6 separate regions of the Mus musculus genome follow, and regions 2, 3, 4, 5 and 6 are each linked to region 1. A link is a contact called in public Hi-C, HiCAR-type and promoter capture Hi-C data. All regions are on one chromosome and are shown on one strand. The core of a region is the stretch at or near the end of the contact, and the rest is flanking DNA. Distances in the headings are between cores, read along the strand shown. Region 1 holds the start of Arrdc3 (arrestin domain containing 3). Region 2 has its middle 6.2 kb from the start of Gm51268. Region 3 holds the start of C130071C03Rik (RIKEN cDNA C130071C03 gene). Region 4 overlaps Mef2c (myocyte enhancer factor 2C). Region 5 holds the start of Nr2f1 (nuclear receptor subfamily 2, group F, member 1). Region 6 holds the start of Mef2c (myocyte enhancer factor 2C).

Region 1 (4,702 bases), core at 564-3,063:
TTAGGCATTGTACGCCCCATCCGTGTGGACGCTGCAAAAAAAGAACTAGGGAACCATTCAGTATTTGGAATACCCTGGTGTAGGTGCGTAAACCCTAAGAATTGGCTTCGCCTTCATATTTAAAAGACGATACATTAATTCTGTGTAACTTAAAGCATCCTCCATTTCCCACTTGCCTTAAGTTCAATTAACGTCTCCCTAGGATGTACATTTTAGATATTAAAAAAAAACAAAGTATTCCTCTATCTGAAAAGTCGCCAGTATTTGCACTAAAATACTGCATTAGAAAGGAGAAACAAATTACATAACCAGTTTTAACATTATATTCTTCTTGGACTAGGAATTAAGTCATCGCCACCACCTGACGCGTGTAACCAATCTGCTGAGAGGAGAACAAGCGCCCCTCCTCACCATCCCCCAGAACTGGTCCGAAACAGGATTGAACCGCTTCTAACAAAGGGTGGAAACTTAGAAAAACAAGCTTGGAGTCGCCTGTATTTCCACAATGTAGGCACTTAAACAACAGATTGCAAATCTCAGGACCCCTTCTCCCTTTGACAATGCTTCAATCTTCGTCTTATACCCCAAACCCAAATCCGATGTGTCATATACTTTTCAATTCCATCTGTCTGCCATGGGTTTCATTGAATCCACGTTCCAAAGTTAGACATGATGCTCCGAGAAGAAAATCACTGACCCCGAATGGCTTCTAAAACTGACTTAATAGTTTGCATAATGATAGACATTATTCTTTGAAATAAACGATGCTTGATGTACATTTTAAAGGGAATTGGGAAAAATAGGGGGAAAACACGTGGGGGTGTTGGTGCCATATGTCAAAATAAGGGATGGAAGCCCTTTATCAAAGAACAATAATCAAGTCCTCAAAGTCGTTTGCACGTTAATATCAAAATCAGATACATCTAGCAACCTTCTTAAATGTCACTACAGTTCTTTATTGGAGCTCATTTCTGTATCTAAGATTGTAAAATAAAGGAAATCCAATATCGGACTGCAGCTTTTGCAAATGAATTTGAAAATATTAGTAAAACGACGGAGTCACATTTAAACACGTTGTAAGGTGCGTATGGCAGATATGAAGCCGGTTACAGATGTAGTTAAGTGCAGTTTGCACTCACTTTGCAGACGCCTGCATGGATTAAGGCTTAACACGCTTGAACGTCAAGGAGAAACTACAGCTTCTAAGTTTGCTAACCTTTAACAAACTGCCGATTAGAACTGCACTAAATGAGATTAAAGTTCTCATGCAAAGAAGTCGAATGTAGTGACTAATTAAAAACTTACCTCTTTCGTGCCCAATTAAGATGTCTTTATGGTTGAAATATTCTACTTCTTCAGTGTAATTCTGTGTATAGGCAGTATTGGAGCCGGCGTTTCTTGATTCCGTCCACCGTACTTTCGCATGTCCTCTTGCGTGAATTTTAAGAGATTTTACTCTGATCTCCCCGGTAACTTCTAAATTTACCCTTCCTGAGACAGTGTCCCCGCTAGAATACACGGGGACATTACTGTCATTAAGACAGTCAAAGCTTATTGTCAAACTCTTTACCTTTCCCAGCACCATGATTATAACAAAATCTATAAAAATATAATGTAAGACCAAAAAAAAAGTCAAGATCGCATATAAGATGTGATCTTCACTTAACACTGATGGGTGTCTTTGCCGTGCAAGAAAAAAAAATCATGCAGGCAGGATCAGTGATTGTCTACAAATAGTTCATTGAGATTTCTTAAAAAGTCAGGGCAGCAGAGAAGCCGCTGCTCCACGCTCCTGCTCGTCTCAGTGGTCTCCTTACAAAGACGGGCGGCTGGAGGCTGCCAGCTCACTTTAAGAGCAGCTTTGTGAAAAACAACCCTAGTGCGCAGGCGCAGGCTGCGACTGCGGCCAGCCTTCCAGCGCGCTCCCTCCCGCGCGGCGCGCGCCCGGCTCTTGCCGCACGCTCCCGGTACAGTAGGTGTGGAGCGGGCGCCGCCGACTTCGGTGCATGGGCCGCTGCGATTGGCAGGCGGGCACCCCGCCACCCCCGCCACCCCCGCCACCCCCGCCACCCCCGCCACCCCCGCCACCCCCGCCGCGGCCGCAGCGCCGGCCCCGCACGCGCTCCCGGAGCTGAGCAGAGGGACCCGGCGGCGCCAGGCCAGGAGTGTGCGCCTGGGCCGCGGACCCGGAGGACGTGCGAGCCGTGGGGGAAGGGGAGAAACCAGTTGGGCAAGCGGTTGGTGGCCCGAGTCTGAGCTAATGAATTTCAAAAGAAACGTAATAAAAAGCAGACAAATATTGTTCATAGAAGAAAGCGTTGTTGACTTGGATAGAAATAACAAAAGCAAGCAGGACTTTGTAGGCTGGGTGGCAATGGACTAAGCCAAGGCCTGAGGAGCCAAAGAACAATGCTCCAGGCAGCTCCCGTCTTCAGCTCCTACAGCATCAAACCCAATCAAGTTGTCTGTGTAGTGTGTAGGCCTGACCACTTCCTCGAAGGGAGAAAAAGTCCTTTTTCAAGACATCACCTTTTGCTCCTTTTGCAGGGAATGACTCGATTACAACTCCTGTATCAGGAATAAGAATAGAGCTCACACCCCTAATTACCACCTCATAAGAGGCGGTTTGAACATAGTCATTTAGCTGACATTGTTTACAACAGACTGAAAAGCCTTAGGAAAGCATATAAGGTGGTTTTTGGTTTTTAAGTATGATTTGTTATATAAGTGAGGCTTAATTTTGTTAAGCCTTACTTTTAATTCAACATGCTAATTGCCGTGCTGCATCTTTAAATACAGGCACATTTCTCCTTTTTTAATGCCTTGAGTAAAATACTCAGTCATAAACATCACCAGGATTTAGGGGGTAATAGATCATTAACAATCAACATAACCTCATAACAGGGCTATGTTATAAAATCCTGTATTATGCCTAACCAAAAAATGTGGGGGGTTGGTTGTCCATAGTTAAACATTAGATTTTTTTTTTGAATGATAAATCTGGATAGGTCGAATCACAACAAACTAAACACATTCATCTTGCTGTTTTCTTTATTTAAAAAAGAAAAAAAATCTACATGTTTAGTTAGATTGAACTTGACACTTGAACTGAAAAAAAAAACCTAAAATATAACTATGTGAAGAATAATTACTGGAAAAGCCAAGAAGAGTTTAGCTTTTTATGCATAAAATTACACATCTGTGTATTTGGTCCGGGGTGGGGGGTAGGGGCAACTTTCTTCTCTTGGTTGACACCTGGTGGATAATCCAGGTAAAGTGTCTAACCCTTGGGCTAAGGGTTGGTAACAAATACTATTGGTGTTTTTCTCCCCCTAGTGGTAACAGCCACGTCTTTGCTAGAATGTCAAGTTTCCTTCAGTATGAGGTGGATTTCAGCATTAGACACCACAGAAGATTGAGCAAGGAGTGGAGTTAAAAGTGGGCACAACGAGAATTTACATTATTTTTTAAATTTTATTTATGTATGTATATCTATGTAAGAGCACGCATTGTGTGTTCTGGAACCTGTTAAGCCAGAAGATCGGTGGCCTCAGACTCCCTGTTACTGGAGTTATAGATGTGAACGTGGCTACGTGGGTGCTGTGAACTGTATCACATTTCTGAAAATTAAGGATCACTATGTAAGAGCCTGAGAATTGCATTTAATGGAAAAGGATCCTAGTATTGTTTGTAGTTTGTAAAGTTTCTAATGGGGAATCAACACCATCCCTGTATTGCTCCCTCTTTTATTTGATGCTCCTAGGATCTTTTGCTTCATTAGATTTACTTTGCTATTAGTCTAATGTGACTTCTCAAAGACTTTAGTAATGGACACATGCTAAACCTTAACCAATAATTTTTACCCATGTTGCATTTATTTCCCTTTGGTCCCCTTTTCCTTTTGAGGTTTTGTTACATAGTATTCCTCAAGTGTGTAAACAAGTATATTTGATTCATTTGGCTTTCCCCTCCTAGTTATTGAAGCCACAAAAGCATGACGAACAAACAAATATGCTGGTACCTCTAAGTACTTGTGTATATTTTCATTTCTAAAAGAAATGTTATGCTTAGGTCAAATTTTGTATGTTATTTCTCTTTGATTTTAATAACTTTGCATTTGCAGACTCAAAATGTCTCCCCTTGAGACAGCTGGGAGTGCTGGGTTGTGGCGTGCTATCTTGGGCTTCTCTGATGTTTCACTGGGACACTATTGTATTTTGATTTAGATTTCAGCTATTCATCTTCACACCAAGGCTCTTTCCTGCTGCAACCCAGCCTACATCTCATATGCTTTGTCCTCCTACTCATCTGCTAAGTCTCTCCTCCTGTCAAGTACATCTTCTGCCCCCTTTGTTGGCTTGGCTTGTTGTTGCCAATATGTAATTTAAAGGCGAGAGTCACCAAGAGGAATCGGCTCCTAGGAAATTCACATTTTACTGACTGAAAGTTTGTACTAGGGGAATGTTGCCCTTCCCGTCACCTAGTAGTCTCTCTTGATAATGAGGTTTCTAAAAGCCAGGCATGGTTGGGGCACCTGTAATCCTAGATTTGGGGGTAGGGGTAGAGGCAGAAGTATCAGGGATTCAAGTCCAGTCTTGGCTATCTGAGATCCTGTTAAAAACAAGACAAACAAACAAACAAACAACAGACAAAAACAGTAGCCACCAATAAGACAGACAAAGAAAATATCAAAAAATAATAT
Region 2 (4,702 bases), core at 1,090-3,589, 2.9 Mb before region 1:
GGTTCCTTCATAATACTCACTGAATTAAAAATAAGAACTAAGTACACTTTTATTATTACCATACAAGAAATTTAGCCTTCACAGGAAGCTAGTTGGTAGAATCTGAATTTCAATGATATTAAACCTGTTATTGTCTTCAAGGAGACATTAATTCCAAATAGATTATAGAAGATTTTTTTCATTACAGTGGACCTGATAAATATATAAACTGTTTGAGATATTTATTCAGTGAAAATATTTCTTTTCATATATGTGGTTAATTTGTAAAGTAATAAATTTTATTCTATATGTTGATAGATTTTTTTTCTCTAAAAGACAAAGATTTAAAAGATGCTATGATTAATATTTGGCAACTTGTTTCTTGTAACATAATTGGGAAAGCATTGACGTTTTACCGTTTTGCTACTTCTCCATTCTACCTTCCTTTGCAGTGCTTCCTTAGCCACCATTTTGCAGGTTTACACCAGTTTTTACAGTGATCAGTAACTACAGTTATTTTCAATCTCACACTAGCAGTTAATGATAAAAGACAAACATTTTAACCTTGTTAAAAGCAGGGTTTAAATTTTTTTAAATGCCCAAAACTAATCTACAGTTAAAAATTATCCTGATAACTTGTTTTTTCAAGGCATATGCCTACTAAAGAAACTCATAAACACAAGGAGTCTGCCAGACAGCTACTTAGTGACAGAACCAGATGGGTATTGTTAGCTGTTTTAATAACGCAGCATTTTTTGAAGCATTTTCCCAGGGTTATTTCTAATTTGCCCTGTCATATAAAAGTCACAAACTCCTTTAAAACAATAATCAATTTGAAACTTATGTCAAGAGGTTATTAGTAATACTCTGATAAATTTACCTTTGAAATACTACCCTGGATTATCTTTTTCAAAGTAGCTGGCCTTGGCACTACAAATAGACCGGCAACCAGGAAGTCATCATTTTGGGGGATCTGAAAGCCCCACCCCCACCCCACCCCATCCCACCCCGGGCATACAACAACTTTCACACCTGTGGACAACAAAATGAAAACTGCTCTACAAGTTGGCCAATACCCTTCGATGTGTGTCATTATTATCACATGAACAAGCACACCAGTGTGCTTAGGACTTCTCTTGGTGGTCTTGCTCATTTTCCAACAGTAAGACCCACCATAGCCTTCCAGGACTATTGACTGTCACCTAAAGCAACATTTAAAGATGCTCCTATTGTCTGCCCAGTTCACTCATCCAAGGCCTCCCTCTTTTTTAGGATCATCGAAGGGTCTAAGACCCGGACCTGAGCCAAGGGAGGTGGATTTAGGCCAGTTAGAGTTAAGATGGTATCATTAGCTGCGCACAGCGTGACTTCCCCTTAATCCTGTCTGCATCTTACAACAAGTTTAAATGTCCATGCATGATGTTATTAACTGGCTTTAGTAAGTGCTTAAGACCCCGATTTTTTTTTAAAGTAAACTCTGAGCAAGTTCTACTGTATCCACCCAACAGAGATAAATAATTGCAGCAAATCTGATGCTGTGAAGATGCCCCAAGTTCCTGTTGGTTCGTTGGTGCGACTCCTGGAGAGGTCCTAAGTGGGTGCTCCCTGAACCCAAGTCCAGGACCACCCTGTACCAATTTTTTCTGATGAGGGTTGAGGGATCCTTTTCTGTCAGCAGCAACCCACTAACTTAAAAAAAAAGTATGAGGAGATAGAGGGGACACAATCATGAAACCTGAACTATTGAGGGCAAGGGTAAGCAGAGGTAGAAAAGCTCAGTAGAGAACCCCTTTAACCCTAAAGAGCCGACCAGACAAGTAAGAGGCTCTGGGGCAGAAAACATCTGCCTGCCAGAAACCCTTGTCCAAAATAGACTAACCCCCAACACCACCCTATCCGCAAACACAACTCAAGGATTCCTAAGCAAATGAACACTGGAGAGGCACAAGCAAGGCCAGGACCCTGGTAACCTGCCAAGGGACAAGCAAATCACATTCAGCATCCCCTATAGATGCTCTCAGCCTGCCGGGCAGAGGAGGGGCGGCCTGGACTACACAGCCCGGTGGGGTCTTCAACCTTCCCGCGGCGGGGTGCGAGCACGTGAGCTCCGCGAACCAGGGAGACTTCCCACCCGGTCACCCGAACCTCAGCGCGCCCCTCGCCTCTCCCGCGCACCAGCCGGGAGCGCGCGCGCCGGCGCACTAGCTCCAGCAGCTAGGGCAGCCGGTCTCCCGGGAAACACCAATCAGACGCTAGCTTTCTGTCGCCCGCCGCGAGTAGCGGCAGCTCAGGGAGGACTCAGGCTGTTGGCCGGTGCTGACGGGCCTTGTGATGCCCAGCGGCGAACCTGCAGCCTCAGCCATTGCCACTGCCTGGCCCAGCCAGTTCTGCAGCCAGTCACAGCCTGCTGTCTGCTCCATACACCGCCCACACCAAGCACCTTGAGAGGCGAAGCCTGGCTATTTTTAGATCTCTGGACTGCGTTGTGCAGACTCTGAGCTAAAATCCAGTCAAACCATCAAGCCCGATATGGTTCAGAACTCCCTGTTTCTCTGAATAAAGTCGATTATCTGTACTTTTTAAACTCTACCCCCTGTGGTCTGGCAGTTGGCTGCAAAGCAGAAAGCCACATGCTTGTACCTCAAAAGATGGCCATCATCTTTCTAAGGTAGTCTACTAACTCTGGCCTGCAGCCCTGTTTGAGAACAATCAAATATTCCTTAGTAGCAATCACAACTATATGCTTTTAATTTCCATTCAGTATTTTAGGTTAATTTCACAGGAAAGTAGAGCAGAGAAGGTGAAATAAGTTCTCTAGGCAAATAGGAATGGATGATTCTGCTGCGGCTTGTTTAACTTGGAGGGGGCGGGGGGGGGGCGGTGAACAGAATAACAGGATAACAAAGCCATCCATTAATCCGGAGACACTGAAGAACGGCCTTACATGCTCCATTGTTGTAAGATCTATTTAACAGTCTCAAAGTACTGGTAAGACAATTGACCTAGTATTACAAATATCTTTTACTGAACAACTTTAATTCTAGTTTTTAATCACAAGGGACATTTATTCTTTGTCGTTCATTTCACAGCCACCACCCAGAATCCAACATAACATAGTGTGTTTTATTTTAGCAAATTTAGGAAAATGTGAGTCACTGGAGGATATAAAATGACCTCCAGGAATAGTTGCATATGCCTTTAATGCCAGCTCTCAAAAGGCAGGCAGATCTGTGAGTTCAAGGGTAGTCTGGTCTACAGAGGGAGTTACAGGGCAGCAAGAGCTATACAGAGAAACGCTATCGAAGAAGAAGACGGAGAAGGAGAAGGAGAAGGAGAAGGAGAAGGAGAAGGAGAAGGAGAAGGAGAAGGAGAAGGAGAAGGAGAAGAAGGAGGAGGAGGAGGAAGAAGAAGAAGAAAAAGAAGAAGACGAGGAGGAGGAAGGGGGAGGAGGGGGGAGGAGGGGAGGAGGAGGAGGAGGAGGAGGAGGAGGAGGAGGAGGAGGAGGAGGAGGAGGAGGAGGAGGAGGAGGAGGAGGAGGAAATAAGTATCAACGTTCTGAAGCCACAATGGTATTTCCACAGGTTACGCATAGGAAAACAGATGTGCACATCGTTTTTATTCACTATCTAGCCACTTTGTTCATTTTTATTTTATTTTATTTTATTTTATTTTATTTTATTTTATTTTATGTGTATGGCTATTTTGCTTGTAAGCTTGTCTGTGTACCACGTCTGTGCCTGGTGCCCAAGAAGTCTGAAGAAAGCATCAGATGTCCTGGAACTGGAGTTACAGATGGTTGTGAGCTGCCATGTGGGTGCTAGGAATTGGACCTTGGTCCTCTGGAAGAGCAACAAGTACTCTTAACCAGTGAAGCATCTCTCCAGCCCCCATCTAGCCACTTAAAAAAAAAAAACACCCTTTTAAACATAAAAGTTCTTAAAATGTTTACGTAGTCTATGAATAGAAAGTGGTTTTCAATTTGAAATGTAAGCATTCTCATCTCATTATTTAAATGAATTTTATATTATCATCAAACAACACAAAATCACATTAGAATTTTACATATTTTCAAATAAGAAAGTCATATAAATTCTTAAAATAAACATAAAGAACACTATTAATACAAAATGTAATGCTTTAAGAAGACCTGAAGAAAAGCTATTTTGAAAAAAGCATTCCATTTTTAATATAAATAGTGTATTTATTTTATTATTATACATATTCATAGCAACTTCAGAAAATGAAAGGCACTGAAAAACATACTCATGCCTATTTTGCCAAGATTATAGACATCTTCTATATATCTATGTTTTAACTTCTATTCAATTTCTATCTTTGTTGTTGGGTTGGATTTTTTTTTTCTGTGTTTAATGATATATGCCTTATAATTTGATTATTGAGTGACTTTTCACTGTTAGTTTGTAACATCACAAAATAAAGCAAGGGAAATAAGTTGCCTATAGCTTTACATTCACTTTTAGAGCTATCATTTGATCATCCTCTTTTTAAATATTTTACTAAAATATTCTAAATGTCAAAGACTGCAGTTGGTGTTCCTATTTAGGAATACACACACACACAAATACCTTTGACATTGGGAACTCAGATGTGTTATTCAGCAAAATGGCAGTTATTCGCTGTTTTGCACTTACATGTGAAGAACTTGGTGATACAATAGCAAAACTGCAAAGTCAATTATACTTAAAATAGACATCTCAATAAA
Region 3 (4,702 bases), core at 988-3,487, 2.8 Mb before region 1:
CACCTTGGAAAGCGGCAGTGTTCCTTTTCCCTTCTCTGTGTGGGACTTTAGAATGTATCTTATTTGTCACCCCCAAATCATAGCTAGAATGGATTCTGGTTTCACTGTCTTTGGTATAACTTTAAACATTTTTGAGCCCTGATGTGAAAAATACAGAAAAGTGGAACGTGTGCTTTAAAATGGTGGAATTTTTTGGTGTTTGCATGCAAACCAGTGCCAACAAGTCAGCATATTATACCCTGGGTAAAGGAAAGTTGCTTGATTTAGAACAGAAAATTAGGTCAGCATAATAATTCATGTCATAAAAAAACATGAAAATGTTTGCTATAAAAACATAGATGTGAGTGGTCATTGTGATTAGTGTGAAGGGTGGAGACAGAATCCTGGTGTGTTTTGGTCTCCCTTGATATAACTCTCTCTTTAGTACAGAATTAAAGAAATGAAAACAGACTGAACTACTAGATTGGGACTGGGCTCTTTGTCACATGCCCATGGTCTACTGTCTCCAGAGAAGGCACAGTTATTCCATTCCCTGCTTGTTGAGTAACATGAAGAAACGGATGCAAGGGTGGCAGTATTGATCAGAAAACATTACTCTGTGAGAAGGAGACTGGTACATTTGAAGTCTGCTTAAATCCATAGTTGGTTGTCTAGGGAGGGAGCCTTTATGTGTATGAGTTGGCAGTCTGAGGGAATGAAGCTCTGAGGAAGAGCTTCCTAAGTCAGCTCCCATGGAGAGGTTCTCCCAGAACACCTGTGTGCATCTACGCGGAGGTGTGTGTGTGTGTGTTGTGTTGTGTGTGTGTAAAACATTTGATCAAAAAATACATTCATAAAATTCTGCCTTGTTATCTATTGGAACCAGGTATCAAGGTCATTAACTGCCCAGGACTCAGCATCCTTGGTTTTGATGGCTTCTTTCATCTCTCTGGCTCTTTACTGTACTTCTTTTCAGTAGGGCGAGGCTGAATTTTCTCCTCCTCCCTTCTTGATTCTGGCAAACAAAACCATTCTACCACTTGAGCCATCTGCCGCAGGTGTAATGGATGGCAGGGGGCCCCCCCCGACCTAACTACACCCCAGTCTCTTCCAGGTCCTCACCTCTTGGCACCAAACAAATGAGTCCTGTTCTGCCGCTAGGGTGCCAAGGTGAATGGTGGGTGCTGGCTCCAGCCTTTGGCAACACTCAGTGCTTAGAAACTAGAACCAGCTGACAACACACGCAACAGACAGGCACCCCCCCACCCCAATCTGCACACAAATGGAAGATGCATACATAACACTTAAAAGCCTTTTTGATTCCCTCTTAATTCTTGGTAACTTCGAGCTGTCTTACTCATTACATATAGACGTCCCCCCCCCCCCCGAGTGTGTTTGCGTGTAGGGGGCACGCACGAATGTGCGTGTATATTTAAATAACGCTTATTGGTAGGTCAGCAGCAGCTGATCAGTCATGGTGATCCAATAATCTTTTTGACTACATACGAATTTTCGTTAAAGTCATTCTTTATAAAAGGAAAATAACAATATCCTGTACAATCTAGGGATCCTAGGTTAGAATCGAGGGGATAGTAGAACCAAAGAGCGCCCACCTTGCCAAACTTTCCCTTTTAAAGGTCTGAGAGAAGAATACTTTCTCACTTCCTGATACCAAAGCGTCACTTGAACGAGGGTATGTAAGGAGCGGAGGTGCAGGTCCGCATAGGGAGAGGGCTCTAGAAGTCACAGCCGTCTCGGATGACCTTAGCAGGTTGGGAAGCAGCCCTAGGCGGGAGCCTGAGCCACAAGCTAGCTACAAGGCGCACTGGCACCCATTTATTCTGGAACCCTTACGCTGTAGCCCTTCCCCGACCTTCACTCCATCCCAGTTTTAACCGCTGTTTGATTACCACCAGACTCTCAGATTTGGGCGGGGTCTGGACCCTTCCAAGTGAGAGCTCTTCGGGCCCCCAGAGTACTCACCTTTGGCGAGACCTTGGCAAATCACAGCCCAGAAGCATCAAGTTTCCACTCCCAGATGTACCAGAGTCCCTCCTGTCTTCCATTCACAGCAAGGCCTCTCTCTCCTCTCTCTCTCTCTCTCTCTCTCTCTCTCTCTCTCTCTCTCCCTCTCTCTCTACTTTCGGAAGCAAAACAGCTTGGTTATTCAGAGGAGGAAAGAGACACGAAAGAGTGGGGGAGGGTGAAAGAGAGAGGAAAAGAAGGGAGAGGGGGAGAATGGAGGTTGAAGAGGAGAAGAACCAGAAGATAGTGCGGGCGTTGGTAGAAGAGGAGGAGGAAGAGGTGGAGGGATGGGAGGGGTAGGGTGGAGTAACAGAAGATGGGGTGGGATGTGACCGCCAGGAATAAATTGCTCCCCACCCAGCTGCAGTGCGACGCCCCCAGCGTCTCTGGGGAGCTGGTGCGTCAGCTCCGGACTGGCCTAGGCGGGGCGGTACAAAAGCTAGCACCGCAGGACCCCCTGCGAGGGCTTCCACCCAGTTCAGCCAGCCCACGAGGCCGCTTCCCCAGGCAGCCTCCTTGCTCGGGCGAGGTGACTCTCCACGGCCTTCAAACCCTCCGGAACTTTTACTTCAGCCGGGGAGCCTAGCCATCCTGTTTGGTTTCAGAAAAGTGCGGAAGCCCGCAGGGCATCCTCACCCTCACTGGCGGCTTAACGCCGTGGCCTGAGCGGCTGCGGTCGGTTGAGTCCTGTTCCACCTCCAGCCCCGCTTTCCCAATGCCCGGGTTAAGCGGAGCCCCGACTCTCCGCTTGCCTCTGGGCATCTCTGCCTCTTCTATGCCCTTTCCTCTTCTTTCTTTCTTTCTTTCTTTCTTTCTTTCTTTCTTTCTTTCTTTCTTTCTTTCTTTCTTTCTTTCTTTCTTTCTTCCTTCCTTCCTTCCTTCCTTCCTTCCTTCCTTCCTTTCTCTCTCTCTCTCTCTCTCTCTCTCTCTCTCTCTCTCCCCCCTCCCCCTCTCTATATGTGTGTGTATTGGTGTGTACGTTTGTGTTTGTGCTCACGCGTGAACGCATGTGTGTATATAAGCGCGCAGTGCACGTTCTGAGCAAGAAAGAAGGTAAAATCTGGCACAAAAGTAGTTTTGGTCTCCTGCATCTTGAAGACAGGAGCAAGTTAAACGTATTTGACATTACATTTCGAAGTTTAAAAAAAAAAAACGAGGCTGGAGCACGACGGATCATTTAAACTGAGGTTTTACACTGCAAGGATCATTTATTATTGTTAAGTAAGATGAAAATAAGCTGAAAATGAAAAGCAATCAGTAGGGCAGAAAACAAGATATTTTGCCAACCGTCCGAAGTTGGGAGCGGTTGGAAAGGTTTTCCTGAGTAGGAACATCCAGGGTGGATAAAGGTGGAAGCCACAGATTCACACAAAACCGCTTCAGTACGTGATGGGATTAGAAATGGGACCGTGCTTTCCGACACAGACAACCCTTTAGTTCTCTGTTAACCGCATTAAACCAGCCCCATACAATGATTTCATGGACGCCTTTAATGCACAGACACGGGGGAGTCACGGAGGGTGCACGCGGTCGGTTTGAAAAATTCATAAAGAGAAAAAGTTTTAAAACATCGATATCTAAACACTCGAGTGCGTTTTTTCTCAGACAATCATACCTAAACACAGTGAGCCCCCCCCCATCTTCATTTCCTTGCTGATCTCTAGATGCGACCTTGTACAGTAGGCCGCTAGGTTCCACATAATTCTACTTACATTCATCTGAATGGCGCGTCATAAAATGTCAGAGGGGGGAGGAAACCCTTGAGGGGCGTGGAGAAGAAGCCTTTTATTAGCAATTATATCTTCCAAAGCTGTTTAATTTCAATAATAGCAATGGTGTCGCGGTAACCATCTCCTTTCTGCCATTACAGTGAGACTACCAAATGGATCGCAGCACTATGGGTGTGTATACTTAGTTGAGAGGCTACGATTGCTGGACTTTATGCACGTATCATAGGGCAGGAAGAATTTCCCAGGCATTATTTTGTTTAGCACCTGGTATAAGGACTCATTTACCTCCAAATTTTATTTCAGGATAACAGTTAGAAGATGTTGCTGATTTATGCCTACCGTGGGCTTAAAGTAAAATGGAAAACGAAGTTGGTTTTTTTTTTTTAAATTAAGTTAGTTGAAGGCAAATAAATATATTTTCCTTGAGCAGAACGAGCTGGCTATGAACTATATAAAGTGAAGGTCATATTTCACCACCCTGTCTGGGATTTTCAAGGTTGTTTAGGAGAGCACAAACAAGAAAACAAACTAAGAGCACAGAGCCAGAACCCAGCCTGTGCGTCGTCGGCATCACGCTGCCTAGAACAAACATCCTGGCTACAGCGGTGCCCTCCCAGACTTACAAAGCTGCATTGATATGGATCCGGCATGCAAGGATAAAAGTTCACCATCCCATAGCATCTCCCAAACATTGTGAAGTGAGTGTTTGTAGAAGGACAGCATTCAGACTGTAGTGCAACGACAGGCCAGAGATAGAGCCTTTATGATATGTCATCATTTAACAGGCGAACAATAATTAACCACCTTTGCCTGTTGAATACTAATTGTAGATGTTTGGCTGCCTTTGTTTGAAATTATGAGACATTGCCAGAGGAGGCAGAAGGGTGTGACAATCATAGGTTTAGATTACAGATGTTTAAGACATAGAGAAAGTCCAAAGATAGCTGTGGCTGGGTTTAAGAAGGTCT
Region 4 (4,702 bases), core at 1,156-3,655, 2.8 Mb before region 1:
TAATTGACGAGTTTGGCAGAGGCTGGCTGGAGTGACTCACTCTTCCAGTTCTTTGGTTTGGGTTTGATTCTGTGTGTCTGTGTGTCCTCAGATGAAGAAGGGGCAAGGCACCAAGGCTGTAATTTCTAGGGCGGGCGGGCAGGAGGAGGAAAAACTGCACGTACATTTTGCTCTTCAGTCTTCTCCACTCTAAGTGAATACTCTCTCTCCATGGCCTTTCTTACTTCAAGTTTACTCTCCTCACCAAGTTCAGCACATGGCCTGAAGCCTTGCACACTTCCTGCTCCTGAGAATCTTCAAAAGTGGCAGTCCTCAGGCACTGAAACCATGGTGCCTCCAGGCAAGTGCTGACTCATTCAGACACAGGGAGAGTTCACTAATCGCTAAGAATTAAGGCTCTTCCAGAATCTGATATTTAGCCTCCTACTAACAAAGTAGGTATTTGAAAGCCTCTGTTTTCCACTTTTAAAACGCACTACCCTCACTGATAGGAGCAGCTGAGGCGTTGGTTGGAAAGGCATCTTGAAGTGGAGTAGGAGCCAACCTGGGAAGCTATCTGTTGGTTTCCTGAGGGATAATAGGAGAAACCCACTGCTGGATTCAATAATGCTTCCTAGAAAACTAGCCAGTCGTCTTCCAAGTACCATTAAAGGAGATGGTTAATTTTATTGTTATATTCATTATTACCATCATTATAAAACACAACTATCTATTACTCTTAGAAGAAGGAGACCATGTGCTTCTCAGCAGGAAGGCAAAGGCAGCCTTGGAGGGCTCTGAGATTTCTTTGCAGTTAAGCAATGCACACTTATGGAACATGTACAAACAAAAAAAAAAAAACCAAGGGCAAAACGGTTGTAGAATAATATAGATTATATGTTATTCAATATCTATGGGAGAAGAGATTACCTAATGCAAGTTTAGGAAGAGGTAGGAACTAATGTGTATTTCAACAAATGAGAAGAAGAGGTAAGTTAGGCAGCTGACTTCGGTAACTGGGTAAGAGGCAGGCTGAGGGAGGATTTTACCCAGCATCTTTAAGAAAACTGGGAGGGATCTGCTTACAAAGGAGCCAGTGAAAACAGGGTTCTCTTCGTAGGTGCTCTTTGGAGAAGATGGTCAGTGGGGACTTCCAATTTTATGATGATATGTTAGAAGTAGAGACTACCCAGTTTCAGAACAGTGATAGAAACTGGTCCCTGAATGGTTAGACATCTGCAACACTGGAAAGGGTGGTCTTGGAAAAGCCTATGTGTATGGATCTTTCTTGAGTCTATGGCAATAGCTTCAGAAAGAAAACAAGGAGTTGGGAGGGGAACGCACAAGCATGTTTCAAAGAGATACTTACAGAAATGTTTTGCTATGCCAATACTAATTGTATGAAGTCATGGTTTCATTATGACATGCTCGCACACTTACACAATGCACTTCAATATATTCACCTTCTCTTGTTCCTTCTACCCCACGTTGGCTCCTTTCTTCCCAAACTGTCCCACTGGGGACTCTCTGAATTAAAATATATTTGGGTCATGTGGTCCAAAACACACTTATTCTTCATATCCAATTCATTTACCTGCTTTGTTTCATGAATAAATGAATAGGCTGAATATATAAAAACTCGCAAGGTTCAATCTTGCAACTGGATCATGGTAAAAATTAACAAGTATCTTGAGGCAAAATGAAAATAAAACAAATGAAACATCCCCAAAACAAGTGCCAACTACAAAGTCGTTGTTTAAGAAATTTGCACCGAATTTGAATACAAATTAGTCTTCTATAATAAAACATCAAGAAAAGTTGCTAAATTATAGCTAGGAAAATATGTCAAACCCCAAATTATCTGTTACAGTTAATTTGGACAGTGTTTGATGGTAAAAGTTCTTACTTGAAACAATACATTTACCCTTTCTCACTAAAAGAAATATAAACAAATCGTACTCTGTAAGAAAGATAATGGGTGAGTTAGGCTGCACAGAGGAGTTCTGTGTTTAATGGGTCTCCTTGGAACGTTATTTTGTGTTAGGGCCTTTAACAGAATTGTAGAGTCCCTACACGAAAAGGAAAGGAGGAGACCAAGATATCTGCAGCATGCATTCCTGCCTGCTGAAGTTTGAGTGCGCGCGCGCGCACACACACACACACACACACACACACAGACACACACACACACACACACACACACACACACACACAGACACACATCACAAACATGTTAACCCTCTGTGAGATCTGGTTTAAATAAACAATCAAATGGAAAGTTAGCCAAGTAATTTCAAAAGAAGAAGAAGAAGAAATGTCAGTTAAGCAGGGCAGTGAAGCCTGAAAGGATGAGAAACTAAAATCCTGCCTGGGTAGATGCTGGTGCTGGTTTGCATGGAGCAGTAATTCTGCTAAAAGGAAGTAAAACCACTTCACGACATGTGCTGTCCTAAGATAGGACAAGCACGGGGCCAGTGTGAGAAAGTGGAGAGCTTCACAGAGGCTGTGCAAAAAAAAAGTCTCTTCAAAAACATTTTCTATGGTAAACTCAGAGACAGTCCAAAAAAAGCCCCAGTCTTTCTGCCCACATTTTAAAACAGCGCTTTGGAGCGGCAGTGAGCAGGGGAAAAGGAAGCACACATACGTGGTTTTCCACTCAGTAAACACCTCAGAAGCAAAAAATGGAATCAAAAGCATTCTATGTCTCTCTTGAAATATGTGCTGCTATTTGGAAATTACACCATTTTAGAAGATTAGTTCCATAGTTTTAAGGTGTCATGTACATGTTAACCCTGTGTGAGATCTGGTTTAAATAAACAATCAAATGGAAAATTAGCCAAGTAATTTCAAAAGAAGAAGGATAAATGGCAGTTAAGCATGACATTTTTACACTTATATTTTCGGAGCATAAAATTATTTTTTATGAACAAATAAATGCTATTTTTTATGAGTGAATTTCTGCTATTTTTAGAATATTGTGCCAGCTAGCATTTTGGAGAAGTATAATAACCATTTCTGTTTCCAGCCACCAAATTGTTATTCTTTTGGCATAATATAGATTCAGGAATGTGAGACTGTGGACCCTAGACCAGTGATATTGAAACCTATCATTTGGAAGTCAATGATGAATGCATGTGTGTGGCTCATTGCTAAGAAGAGCCTGCATTTAAGTTGGCTGGGAAACCGCAGCCTCCTTTTCGCTCAGAATGCTTTGGCCTGTGTGGAGGCTGAGGGCCCACCTTAAGATAAATTCACCAGAGAGCATGGCCACACTTAACTTCAGGGACCCAGGAGGTGGGAAACACCACCTCTCGACAACCTTCTAATATACAGATTCAACTTTCTTGATGCTATGTTTCAAAATTATACTCTACTGGGACAATTATCAATTTAGACGTGACCGTATGCAGATGTCACATTCTTCTGACCACTTGAAAGGACAAAAATTATAACGTATGGTAAATGGATTTCCTGATTATACATTATAGGAAAATGAGGTACAGAGTGACTTTAGAGTTCAATGAAGCTTTTATAGTTTCATTTGATTAAAAATATTGTTTCTTATGAACCAATTTAGGCTTTTATGATGTAGTCACGTGAAGGATAACAGATTCTACCTCTGCTCCTACAAGTGTCTAATAAACAATGAAAGCAGTGTAAATAGTCAAGATTTCAAATATAGTGGTAATTTTTCCCCACAGTTAACTTAAAAGCACTTTTCTGCCTTTTCTACTTCATTTGATTTTACTCACTCCTACTTTAGGAAGCTGTAAATTTAGAGAACACCCTCCTGGCTGCAAACGTTATGAGGCAGGTTCTTGGCTTTGTTGCACAGTGCTCTGTTGAGCATGCTCTCCTCTGAGCCCATAGGGCCACAACTTTCTTGGACGCTTAGGCATTAGGAGCCTTGTCATTTATTCTTTGCTTGTTTTAACTTTCAATTATAAATAAAAGCACATAATATTTATAAGCACAAAGCTGAAGCTAATATTTGGGCTTGTTAATTCTTGCTCTCTTCCTTCCATCTCTATATTCTACAAGATACCAAATCTTGTCCAAATTTCTTATGAAAAAAAGGCTGCTTGCATTTTTTATTTTTAACCTTTTTTTTTTCTGTAGGCTTCAATCCCCATTTGACCAAGTCTTTCAAAGTCCTTCAACCATTCCTTATTTTCTGTTTGAAGGACTTCTCTCCATATCCTAAATTCAGCTCCGGTAAAGTCTGAGCTGTATGCAAGCTTCTTTGTACATGTGTGATGTTAGCTAGCACACTTGGGGACATCATTGTGTCTAGTTCTGATTCTCCAAGTACTGTTCAACACAGCTGAATCAGTATACCTGCCTGTCTCTCATGGCTTTCTATAGTCGACTCATGATGTCTAACCTAATTTCCAATGGCCTCCATCAGTCTCACATCCTCTGAACATGCCTGAGTCTTTGCTCTGTTAATTCAAGGACTGGCAGTGTTCACTCTCCTGTTTCATTCAAATTTGTCTTTTAAGGAGAAGCTACAGTGGCAACTGTTTCATGGTGCTTTTCAGATAACTTCTGTCTATATTGCACTAACCCTACTCCAAATTTCTGCTGCAATTAGAGGCAGTGATACTACGTGGTGGGTCATTTGTGTAACATTTCATATATTGGAGAAACATGCAAAGTAAGCTAGAGGGTTAGGAGTTGCTCAGAAATGGCACCAACAAGTAAGTTACTAGGGAACAGGAAG
Region 5 (4,702 bases), core at 1,354-3,853, 2.7 Mb after region 1:
CCCCCTCCCCCTCCGTTTCCCACTTCTCGTCCCCTCCCCTCCTCCCCTCTCCCTCTTCCCCGTCTTCTCGTTCGTTCGTTTGCTCTTTTCCTGTGACTGACTTGTCCGCACTAACAGCCGCCCCACAACAATATGAGGAGTTACAAATGCTTTATTAATAATCATTGAAGCATTGTTTGGAGTTTGAGCATCCTGGGAATAAAAATGATGAAAAAGGAAAAAGAGGATTGATTGGAAAGTTTATTTTAAGATCATCTTTGGGATGAATAGGAATCATCGATTCGGATCGAATTTGTGGCAGTAGCTGCAGTTTCATGTGTGTGCTTTGTCGTAATTACGCCTCCGAAACTATGATATACTTCAGATTTTTAAATGAGGAGGCTTTTCATAATTATATAAAATGAGCGGGATACAGACTAAGATTATATTGAATGTGAACTAAGATTCTAAACCAAGTAGACTTCACAAATCATTAAAATGATGGAGTTTTTTTCCTCATTAATTTTTTTCTTAACGTTTTCAGTGCCACTCCTTACGCTCATAAAACCTAATTCTGAAAAGTTTTCATAAGATATACAGTAATTTCTTTCTCCTCGTTTTTTCCCATCACAACGCGTTCTCCCCTCATCATCCCTTTCCCCTCGTGTGTGTGTGTGTGTGTGTGTGTGTGTGTGTGTGTGTGTGACCATACACGACCCATACTAATCAGGTCTCAGAGTAAATAGCAGCGCAGGGCGATCTCAATGTAAATTATGCTTGTCAGAAGCACCCCCCCCCTCACTTTCTCTTCTCCTCCCCTCGACATCCCAGACTGTAGGTAGCTGGGGGGAGGGGAAAAGGACTTTCCAACCAATGGCGTGAAGGAGGCTTGGCTAACCTTAGCCTCCCATTTTCTCTCCCCCCCCCCACCCCCCATTCAGGGCTCTGACCAGTCAGTCGCCTTTGATTATCAGTTGCCAGCAGCCCTTCTCTTGGCTCCTTGACACGAGCTCCATATAAGGCAGAGATCTCCATAGAAACGTGTCAGTTTCAATAGTAGTGTCAAAGTTCACTATATACAGACATTCGCGCAGATCCCCCTTTCGGAAACATTGCTCTGAGTGTCCTCCCGTTTAAACGCATTCAATTTTTTGGTCCCTCTCCTCTCCTCTCCTCTCCTCTCCTCTCCTCTCCTCTCCTCTCCTCTCCTCTCCTCTCCTCTCCTCTCCTCTCCTCTCCTCTCGCCCCTCTCTCCCTCCTCTCCTTTCTCTCACCCACTCTCCTCTTGCCCTATCTCTCCCCCTTTCTTTTCCTTACATATTCTACTAGTTGTCGCCCTTCCTCTTTCTCTCCCTCCTTTTCTCTTTCACTCCTTTCCTCTAGAAGAGAGAAGACTAAACTTGAAAAAAAAAGGAGGAGGAGGCACCCCTCAGTATTCTTCTTATCGTTATTATATATATATATGTATGTATATATATATATATATATATGATTTTTTTTGGAGGGAGGGTGTTGGTTCCCAGCTGAAGAGCACTTATTTAAAATACTAAAAAAAGAACATTTTTGGGCGATCTCCAGGGTTTTTTAACTAGCTCTGTGTGTTATAGCAGAAGAAGCAGAAGAAGCAAGAAAGAGGAAAAGAAGAGGATTATTTATTCGACCTACTTTGGATGTCTCTCTCGCTTTCTCTTTTTCCTTATTTTCTCAAGCATTTTCTTCTGATTTTTATTTTTTTCCTATTTCGCTGTGAATTCGTCGCTGGCGTGAATTATCTCGTATTTTTCTCCCCCTTCCGTCACCTCCCGAAAGAAGAAGGCAGAGAGAACCCGGCGCCACCCGCACAACAAAAAGAGCAAAGTGTGTGATCTTCCTCGCCGGCTGCCTCCCGCTCTCCAGCGCTGCCTTCCTGAATGGCTGGCTGCGTCCGGCCCTGGACCTGGCCCCCAGACACCCGAGCGCCCTGATCCTCGCCGGCAGCTTCGTCCCGATCCTGCTCGACTCTCCCAGCTCCCCGCACTCTTGAAACCGGGCGAGGGCTCCCGCCAGGACAGCGGCGGCGGCACGGGCAGCACCGGCCTCGGCTCGCTCTCGGGCTGCGGCCCCGACTCCGGCTCGGACTCCCGCCCGGGCCCGGGCTCCTCCAGCGGAGCACGCAGCGGCGGCCAGCTCCTCCAGCAGCGTCTGCAGCCGCGACCTCCTCCTCCGCGGCCGCCGCCGCCCTCGCCGCTTCCTCTATGTCGGCTCAGCCCGCGCTCTGCGCGTAGCCCCAGCGGCCAGCGGCCAGCGGGCGGGCGGGCGGGCGGGCGGGCGCCCGGCGCGGGTGAGCGAGTGTGTGTGCGAGTGTGTGTGTGCGCGGGGGTGCGGGCGAGGCGGAGGGCGAGAGTGTGCGCGCGCCGTGGCCCATGCCCGCCGCCCCCGGCGCTGCGCCCCGCGCCGCTCCCGGCTGCCGCCTGTGCCATTTCTGATTTTGCAAGTTGGGGAAGAAGAAAAAAGCGAGAGAAGGGAGCTCGCTCGCTGGGGGGTGGGGAGGGGGGAGAGAGAGAGAGGCCCCCCCAGGAACGGAGTGCGGGGGGAGCGGGCGAGGGGAGCAGGGGTGTTGGGGGGGGGGAGCCTGAGAGCCTGGGGGGGCTGCAAAAAGAGAGAAAGAAAACAGCAGGAACCACAACAAAACGCCAGCAGGGCGGGCGGGCGCGCAGCAGCAGCGGGGCGGCTGAGGCAGTAACGGCGGCGGCGGCGGCGGCGGCGCAGGCAGAGGCCGGTGCCCGGCTCGGGCTCGGCTCCGGCGACCCCGGGGCGCCCGGTGGGCCCCCCGCCCCCTCCCCCTCCCCCCTTCCCCTTCCCCTTCCCCTCCCAGCGCGCCCGCGCGCCCCGCGGCCCTCGGCGAGCAGCTCGGCTCCCCCCAGCGCTCCCTGGGCCCAAAGATATGGCAATGGTAGTTAGCAGCTGGCGAGATCCGCAGGACGACGTGGCCGGGGGCAACCCCGGCGGCCCCAACCCCGCAGCGCAGGCAGCCCGCGGCGGCGGCGGCGGCGAGCAGCAGCAGGCGGGCTCCGGCGCGCCGCACACGCCGCAGACCCCGGGCCAGCCCGGAGCGCCCGCCACCCCCGGCACGGCAGGGGACAAGGGCCAGGGCCCGCCCGGTTCAGGCCAGAGCCAGCAGCACATCGAGTGCGTGGTGTGCGGGGACAAGTCGAGCGGCAAGCACTACGGCCAATTCACCTGCGAGGGCTGCAAAAGTTTCTTCAAGAGGAGCGTCCGCAGGAACTTAACTTACACATGCCGTGCCAACAGGAACTGTCCCATCGACCAGCACCACCGCAACCAGTGCCAATACTGCCGCCTCAAGAAGTGCCTCAAAGTGGGCATGAGGCGGGAAGGTGAATATTTCTTCTCTGCTTCTCTCCCTGCGCTTCGCCCGCCTCCCTGCTCTTTCTTTCTCTCTCGCCTTGGTGCCTGTGGCTGTGGGGATGGGGCTTCTGTGGTCCCAGCCGGTCCGGGCTTCCCAGTCTTCGCTGCTTTCCTCCCCCAGCGTCCCCCCCCCCCCAGCTCGCTGCCGCTGCCTCCCCCTCCCGCCCTGCGCTCCTCTCCCCGGCTCCTCCACCCCGCCCGCTGCCTGCTCAAGATTGTGTCCCTGGGATCGTGAGCTGTAGCTTAAAAATCCCTCCCTTCCTCTGTTGGATGTGCTCCGTGTGTGTCTCGTTCCCGCTTGTGTGTGAGGATGCTTGGGGCTGTGCTAGCATGAACTTGGGAGGGGTGATGATTTTCTGCAGAAAACCGTTTCTCTCCGTGTGTGTTTTTGTTTTTTGGTTTTTTTTGTTTTTCCCATTCTACTTTCTCCTCTGCCTCATCGTACCTTTTATTTATAATGGGAGAGGACTGGGGCTGGAGGACCCTGAACCATAGATTCATTGCTGCCACCATCCTTTAGGAAGCTTAGCTTGGAAAAAGAGGAGTGAGATTTATTGCACTTGTAGGTCTAATTAGGGGGGAAGGGGGGCTTCTGGCCTGTTCACTGGCTCCCTCTCCTCTTCAGGGATCTGGGGCCGCCTCCTCCCGAGCTGTGGCCTTGTTTTCACCCCTATACTTTGAAAGGAAAGTTTGTGACTGAACCCTGCTTTCATAGTAGTGTCATTTTTAAAGCTTGATACTCGTTTTATTTCTTCATCAAACTCCACCCTCTGCTTAAATACTGCATACAAATTACAATTTACAACGGCATTTACCGATCCTTCTGATCTGGCTATAATGCACAGACTGCAGCTGGCTTGAGCTTCTGCATCATTTAATCGATGTGTGAGATTTTTTTTTTATTAAGCACAACTTTTGATGTTTAATTTGGATATGCTTCATATTCATGTGGCATGAGATGGAACACTTTTCTTACAAATATATTTAGCGGTTTATAGTTAAAGTTTATCTCCTGGCAATCATTAAACATATCTTATAGTCAAATTAGTGAACCAGTCAATTTCGAAGAACATAGATTACTTCTTCTTGTAATTGACTTCAAAATTATATTTTATATGCCACAAGAAAAGAAATTGAATTCCTTCAGATCTCAAGGAGAAGGCAAATATGACGACTCCATTGCTAGCTCCAGGGAGATTGTTTAGGCATCTGAAAAAAAAAAAAACAAAAAACAAAAAAAAACAAAAAAACTTTGAATTGTGCTCTCATTTAATTGAAAAATAACTGCCAAGTTCAAAACTATAATTAGAAAAAG
Region 6 (4,702 bases), core at 556-3,055, 2.6 Mb before region 1:
CACAAGCATACCATTGGTGCCATACTTATACATATTGAACTACTTTTAAGACTAGCCAAACTGACATTATTTTTTAAATTAAATGAGAAATTTTATCTATAAATTGAAAATCGGTATGGCTTCAAGGTTAAGTGTGGCTCACAGGTGGTCACATTTCAAGTCCCAGCAAATCTCTAGGGGAGGGGGATTACTATGCCCCACACAAACGTTTTTACTCTGCAACACAATTCCATTGCAAGGTGCCTGTGGAGGGAGCCGGGCCACTCTTCTGGAAAGGCATGGAAATGCGACTGGAGTTTTCTTTACAGCACTTAGAGAACACATATAGTCACGAAGCATTTCATAAGGCAGTTACCCTTAGAGTTACTATCACATTAACGATAGTAAAATGCACTTTGTCTTAAAGCAATTCTCCACCAAGGACCAGTTAAAGAACTGGCAAACAGCCTGATTCTACATACACTGTCAGCATTTACATCCTGAATGTTTTATACAGAACACATCACATCCATTTCAAAAATGTGAGGGAAAAGGTTCATAACCATAGCATCTAGAACAGTACAAAATGGCTCAGACATAACAATTTCCTTAAGAATTGGTAGCCTTGCTCTGGAAAGGAAGTCACATTAGCATTGCACTCAAACACTTGCATAATACACAATAATACAATAAGCAATGTGCTCCGTCTCTATAGACTTCCTTTACGGCCAACTTTGTCACTTAGTTTAGTAACTTTCATCCAAAGTCCAAACAGAAGGCAGGCTAAGTGACTTAGTTTTGTTTGTTTTTAAATAGCTTAATATTTCCCTTGATCTAAACAACAGTGCACATGCTGAAATGCAAACATGAACTGTGCAATGCACAGACTACCATGGCCAGGGCAACTGCTTCTGGTCCCCACCAATTAAACTCTTTCAAGCCTGCACTTTGATGAGGGAAGAGGATGCACAAAAGGTGGCCTCTGGCAGACAGCCCTGCTTTAGCTTAAAGTCATCCCAAGGACTAGTGGCTCAGAATCCAAACCCAGGGAAAACCAGTCTTTGGGGTAACTCATAGGAACATCTTTCCACAGTGAACTAAGAGCTAAATTTTAAGACAGCGACTTCAAGGTCACAGAACAGTCTGTGAAATCCTAAAATACACTAGTATCCACGTTCTCCACCCTATCAAACATGCTAATGACAGGAACTAACTTCTTGAAACTTTAAACAAACTGATGTGACAGGAAGAGTCAGATGTGAATTCAATAGCAGATGGCAAACGGATACTACTATCTAAAAAGTTACTTTCAGACACACACAAGGAAATCGTAGAGTCTAAAGAAAAGAATGCACAACAAGCCTTAACTTAAGCCTTCCAGAAAGGAGTTGGATAGATAGACCCAGTGCCTGGAAGAGATTGGTGCAGATTTCAGAGACAATACACAAGCTATTTCTATTCTTTTGGAAAAATGTCAGAGGTACTTACATGAAGGAAGACACGACCAAATTAGTCCTTGGAATATTTTCCTTTCTTAAAAGAGAGGAAGAGAAAGAAAAAAAATAACAATAATCTTTACTTTGTCCAGCCTTGAAGTGCTTCTCCACTTGATTCAAAGCTGCAGGCACGGCGACCCACACAGAACCTTCAAAGTCAATCCAATAGCAGCCCGAAGATGTCTGGGTGTACGCGTGTGCTCAAGTGTCTGTGACTGCGAGGCGAGCGAGCAGAGAGCTGGAGACGAAGTGTGCGTGTGTGCGCGCGCGAGAGGGGGGCAAGGGGGAGGCGCGCGCGGGCTTGCGCATTCGCGCGCGCACCGAAGCCGCTGGAAGAGGAGGAGGAGAAAGAGGAGGAGGAGAGAGAGGAGGAGGAGAAAGAGGAGGAGGAGGAAGGTGGAGGAAGCGAAGGAGGAGGTGGAAGAGGAGGAGAAAGTGGTTGTCTGTGGCCGGTGGGATTAAAAGTAACCAGACTCGTCCAGAAAACTGTGTCCAGGAAGGAAGTGACTGGAGACGAATGGGAAAAGGAGAGCAGCTCATAGCCTTAGATAGGTCGTGTAAAAGAGCGGGGGGTGGGGGGAATGTAAGGATACTGGGAGGGGACGCGGGGGCGGCAAGCAAGACGGAGCACACGGGGCTGGGGTTCTAAGCAGCACGTACGCTCCGGTGCTACCCCTGTCCCCCAATTCATTTTATTCTTGCCTTTGCCTGGCGCTGCCTTTTCCTTTCCGTTTCTCTATCCCAACCAGCCCAAACCGTTGCCTCTCCTCCCGAGCTGGGGAAATCATCAGTTTCACTCTTGCAAAAGGGGGGCGGGACTAGAACCTCGCAACATTTTAATAAAACAAACATACTGCAGCTCCCTCCTCACCCCTCCAGTCTCAACTAGATTGATAAATTACTCCACTACACTACTTTAATTATGTATATGGTATGCAGAATAAATCACTGAACATCAGTACCTCAATCAAGCACTTTTAAATGATAATTGCATCTTGGTGAATCAATCTTTCCATTCCTGACATTTTGCTAATTTTAGTTTTACGGTGGGGTAATGGCACATGCCATACGCAAACCTAATGACAATTCTTTATTGCATGAAAGGGAAGACAACACGGGGAGCGGCGGCTCCCTGCCTCTCTCCCCGCCGCTACAGAGGACGCTAGGCTCCTGCGCGCTCGCTCCCCCGGGGAGGCTGCAAGCCAGCTAGCAGGAAAGTCCTTCTGAAGTCGAGATCTTCCTTCTGACCAATAGGAGCGCGACCCTAAGAGCTGCTCTAGTGACTCCCCCCCCCCCCGCCCCCTTTAGATTCTCAGTAGCCACTTCATCCTTGCTCCGGTCCGCGCGCGCCTCCGTTACTCACGCGTAAAAGCCACGATCCAGGATGTCTGCAAGCCTCGATCCCAGCGTGCGCTTCCTGCCCGCCCAGAATGTATAAAGCTTTTGGCCTTGAGAGTCAGGAGGGCTAGGCTAGAAAGTGAGCCGAAAGGATCCTCCAATGTTAGTAATAAATTAATTACAAGTTTTTGAAATCTCGACTTTATCCCCGGGCCATTAACTTTCGAATCAATCTGGACAAATTTACTGAGAGGACAGCTTCCTCGGAGAATGCCCCCTCCTTCCCTCCACACCTTACTGGACTTTATCCAGGTCATTAGCAAGTAAACCAAAAACAACTTCCCAAATGCATTAGGCTCCCCTGACCGATAGATAGCGGGTGACTTCACTTATCCTGAAGAGTTTCAGCTGCACAGGAAGCAGGAGCAGACACTGATAAGAACTCTTAGGTTAAGGTTTAAGCTGTCGAATAATTTTCCATAGTAAAAATATAGGTTAACAAAGAATTGATACTTAGAAAAAAAAAAAAGGTACTAGATATCACGACCACACCTAAAAAGCTAAAGATTAAATATATCAACTATATACAAGTCAACCCTATGCATTCTCAAAATAGTGAAAGATTGCATGCCAGGAGTACTGTAGCTTGTGTAAAATATGAACATTTAATTTTTAATACTATGATTAGAGGAAGAGAAAGTTCACAGAGTACTATAATGTAGAAGATACAAGAGTAGACAATAGTAGCCCATAGAAATATCTAGCTAATTAAAAATATTTTCGAAAGTATATGTTTAACCCAGTAACTGGCTGAATTTCCCGGGAAGCTCTCCAGTAGGCCTGCAGAGTACTATTTTAATGCAGAGGGGCATTGTGCTTCAAAAAAGCCTCCTGCCTCATTGTGCTGTTTGAAGTTAGTAGCTTCTATCAGAGCAGTGGACTCAACATTTAAGCACCCTCCGAAGGAAGGCTTCATTTGAAAGCAGAAAGTTGTTTTTACAGGCAAGTTAAACTACATGGGAACAATCTTCAAACCTCTGGCTCCTTACCACTGAGACTATTAATTAGTACTGCGATTTTATTACAGGAAAGCATGACAAGCTGTCACAGAGCACAAGCTTTGTGACATGGTGGGTTTTTTGTTTGTTCTGCTTTTGAAAATGGTATCTATGCTATATTGTATTTGCTCCTCTTTCACATAGCAAGTGTGACTACCATGAGTTTATATAAACAGAACGGCATGTTTAGAGGTACAAGCTCTGAGCTTAGACATGCTGCATGCTAAGGCATACCTAGATATGGTGATATAAATAAAAATTTAGATTATTTTTAAGGTTTACAAAGATCCTCACAGAGCAAACTATAAGAAGGACCAAGAGAACTTATTCTCATAGTGCTTTAAATTAGTATAATGAACTATAATGGCCTATGTTACATGACAGAATTGATATAGCCAATACATGAATTCAATAATGCTCTTCTCCTTAATTATAGACAAAGTTTCTACTTACCACAGCACACTTCAGTTTTGATTTATTTTCCTTCAAAAGGAAACTTTTATTTTTCCCCACCAGGTGTCAAAGAATTGTTTAGTAATAAGTATTGTAACAAACCCGTATTTATCAACAATATTGTAAACATTTAAAAGTATGTCCAGTCCAGGTGAGGATGATTTGAAACTTTGGGTCTGGAATGTATTACAGCTGGCCTTTGAAAAGATAAGAGTTCCCCCTTTGTATATTTAGCTTCTTAATGATGTGTGAGCAAAGTTAAGATTAGTGTTAGTTTTCCTCACAAACCTTGTAGCTGAAGTGGAAAATAAATAAATATATATATAAGTAAATAAATAAGTAAATAATTTAGTAGTAATCCATGAGATTGTTAATCCA

What was found. Promoter capture Hi-C pulls out the DNA fragments that hold promoters and counts their contacts. Hi-C and Micro-C count contacts between places; a contact is called where the count stands out from the background. HiCAR-type assays count read pairs that join an accessible place to other places.
Region 2: a contact with region 1 is called in a Hi-C map of rod photoreceptor, with 18 times the contacts expected there. The contact joins the enhancer-like site here to the promoter of Arrdc3 in region 1. A contact is called at or near these places in 3 of 39 promoter capture datasets (cranial neural crest, embryonic stem cells and pre-B cells), 3 of 484 Hi-C or Micro-C datasets (embryonic stem cells, olfactory sensory neurons and rod photoreceptor), 4 of 115 datasets of contacts at active chromatin or transcription factors (embryonic forebrain, embryonic hindbrain, forebrain and 1 more) and 1 of 9 other capture datasets (adipose tissue).
Region 3: a contact with region 1 is called in a HiCAR-type map of astrocytes, with 2.8 times the contacts expected there. The contact joins the promoter of C130071C03Rik here to the promoter of Arrdc3 in region 1. A contact is called at or near these places in 4 of 39 promoter capture datasets (cranial neural crest, embryonic stem cells, hippocampal neurons and 1 more), 6 of 484 Hi-C or Micro-C datasets (brain, cardiomyocytes, cerebellum and 3 more), 4 of 115 datasets of contacts at active chromatin or transcription factors (astrocytes, embryonic forebrain, forebrain and 1 more) and 1 of 9 other capture datasets (adipose tissue).
Region 4: a contact with region 1 is called in a promoter capture Hi-C map of pre-B cells, with 9 times the contacts expected there. The contact joins the enhancer-like site here to the promoter of Arrdc3 in region 1. A contact is called at or near these places in 3 of 39 promoter capture datasets (the C10 cell line, hippocampal neurons and pre-B cells), 2 of 115 datasets of contacts at active chromatin or transcription factors (astrocytes and embryonic forebrain) and 1 of 9 other capture datasets (liver).
Region 5: a contact with region 1 is called in a promoter capture Hi-C map of hippocampal neurons, with 6 times the contacts expected there. The contact joins the promoter of Nr2f1 here to the promoter of Arrdc3 in region 1. A contact is called at or near these places in 3 of 39 promoter capture datasets (cranial neural crest, hippocampal neurons and liver), 2 of 484 Hi-C or Micro-C datasets (cerebellum and cerebral cortex) and 3 of 115 datasets of contacts at active chromatin or transcription factors (astrocytes, embryonic forebrain and large pre-B cells).
Region 6: a contact with region 1 is called in a promoter capture Hi-C map of pre-B cells, with 6 times the contacts expected there. The contact joins the promoter of Mef2c here to the promoter of Arrdc3 in region 1. A contact is called at or near these places in 2 of 39 promoter capture datasets (the C10 cell line and pre-B cells), 3 of 484 Hi-C or Micro-C datasets (B cells, cardiomyocytes and uterus), 5 of 115 datasets of contacts at active chromatin or transcription factors (astrocytes, embryonic forebrain, embryonic limb bud and 2 more) and 1 of 9 other capture datasets (liver).

What each region holds. Positions count from the first base shown.
Region 1 is chr13:80,880,533-80,885,234 of GRCm38.p6, reverse strand. It overlaps Arrdc3 (arrestin domain containing 3), which reads right to left and starts at 1,813. Exons shown (of 8, transcript NM_001042591.1): 1 at 1,306-1,813. The coding sequence starts at 1,585.
Region 2 is chr13:83,742,693-83,747,394 of GRCm38.p6, reverse strand. No RefSeq gene overlaps it. Among named protein-coding and RNA genes, the nearest start is that of Gm51268, 6.2 kb to the right of the region's middle. Within about 2 kb of position 2,339, at least 154 of the 459 cell types and tissues checked have an H3K27ac peak or open chromatin away from gene starts, as enhancers often do. A contact at or near this core is called in embryonic forebrain, forebrain, olfactory sensory neurons and 1 more, where this site is marked.
Region 3 is chr13:83,718,916-83,723,617 of GRCm38.p6, reverse strand. C130071C03Rik (RIKEN cDNA C130071C03 gene) reads right to left here and starts at 2,237. Exons shown (of 4, transcript NR_152245.1): 1 at 1,963-2,237. It overlaps Gm52046 (a long non-coding RNA gene), which reads left to right and starts at 1,963. Exons shown (of 2, transcript XR_003950632.1): 1 at 1,963-4,702.
Region 4 is chr13:83,647,719-83,652,420 of GRCm38.p6, reverse strand. All of the region lies in intron 6 of Mef2c (myocyte enhancer factor 2C), which reads right to left. It overlaps Gm52044 (a long non-coding RNA gene), which reads left to right. Exons shown (of 3, transcript XR_003950630.1): 3 at 1-4,702. Among named protein-coding and RNA genes, the nearest start is that of Gm52044, 12 kb to the left of the region's middle. Within about 2 kb of position 2,405, at least 70 of the 459 cell types and tissues checked have an H3K27ac peak or open chromatin away from gene starts, as enhancers often do. A contact at or near this core is called in pre-B cells, where this site is marked.
Region 5 is chr13:78,196,774-78,201,475 of GRCm38.p6, reverse strand. Nr2f1 (nuclear receptor subfamily 2, group F, member 1) reads left to right here and starts at 2,603. Exons shown (of 3, transcript NM_010151.3): 1 at 2,603-3,356. The coding sequence starts at 2,903. A830082K12Rik (RIKEN cDNA A830082K12 gene) reads right to left here and starts at 3,459. Exons shown (of 3, transcript NR_045195.1): 1 at 3,254-3,459.
Region 6 is chr13:83,521,846-83,526,547 of GRCm38.p6, reverse strand. Mef2c (myocyte enhancer factor 2C) reads right to left here and starts at 1,805. Exons shown (of 11, transcript NM_001347575.1): 1 at 1,468-1,805.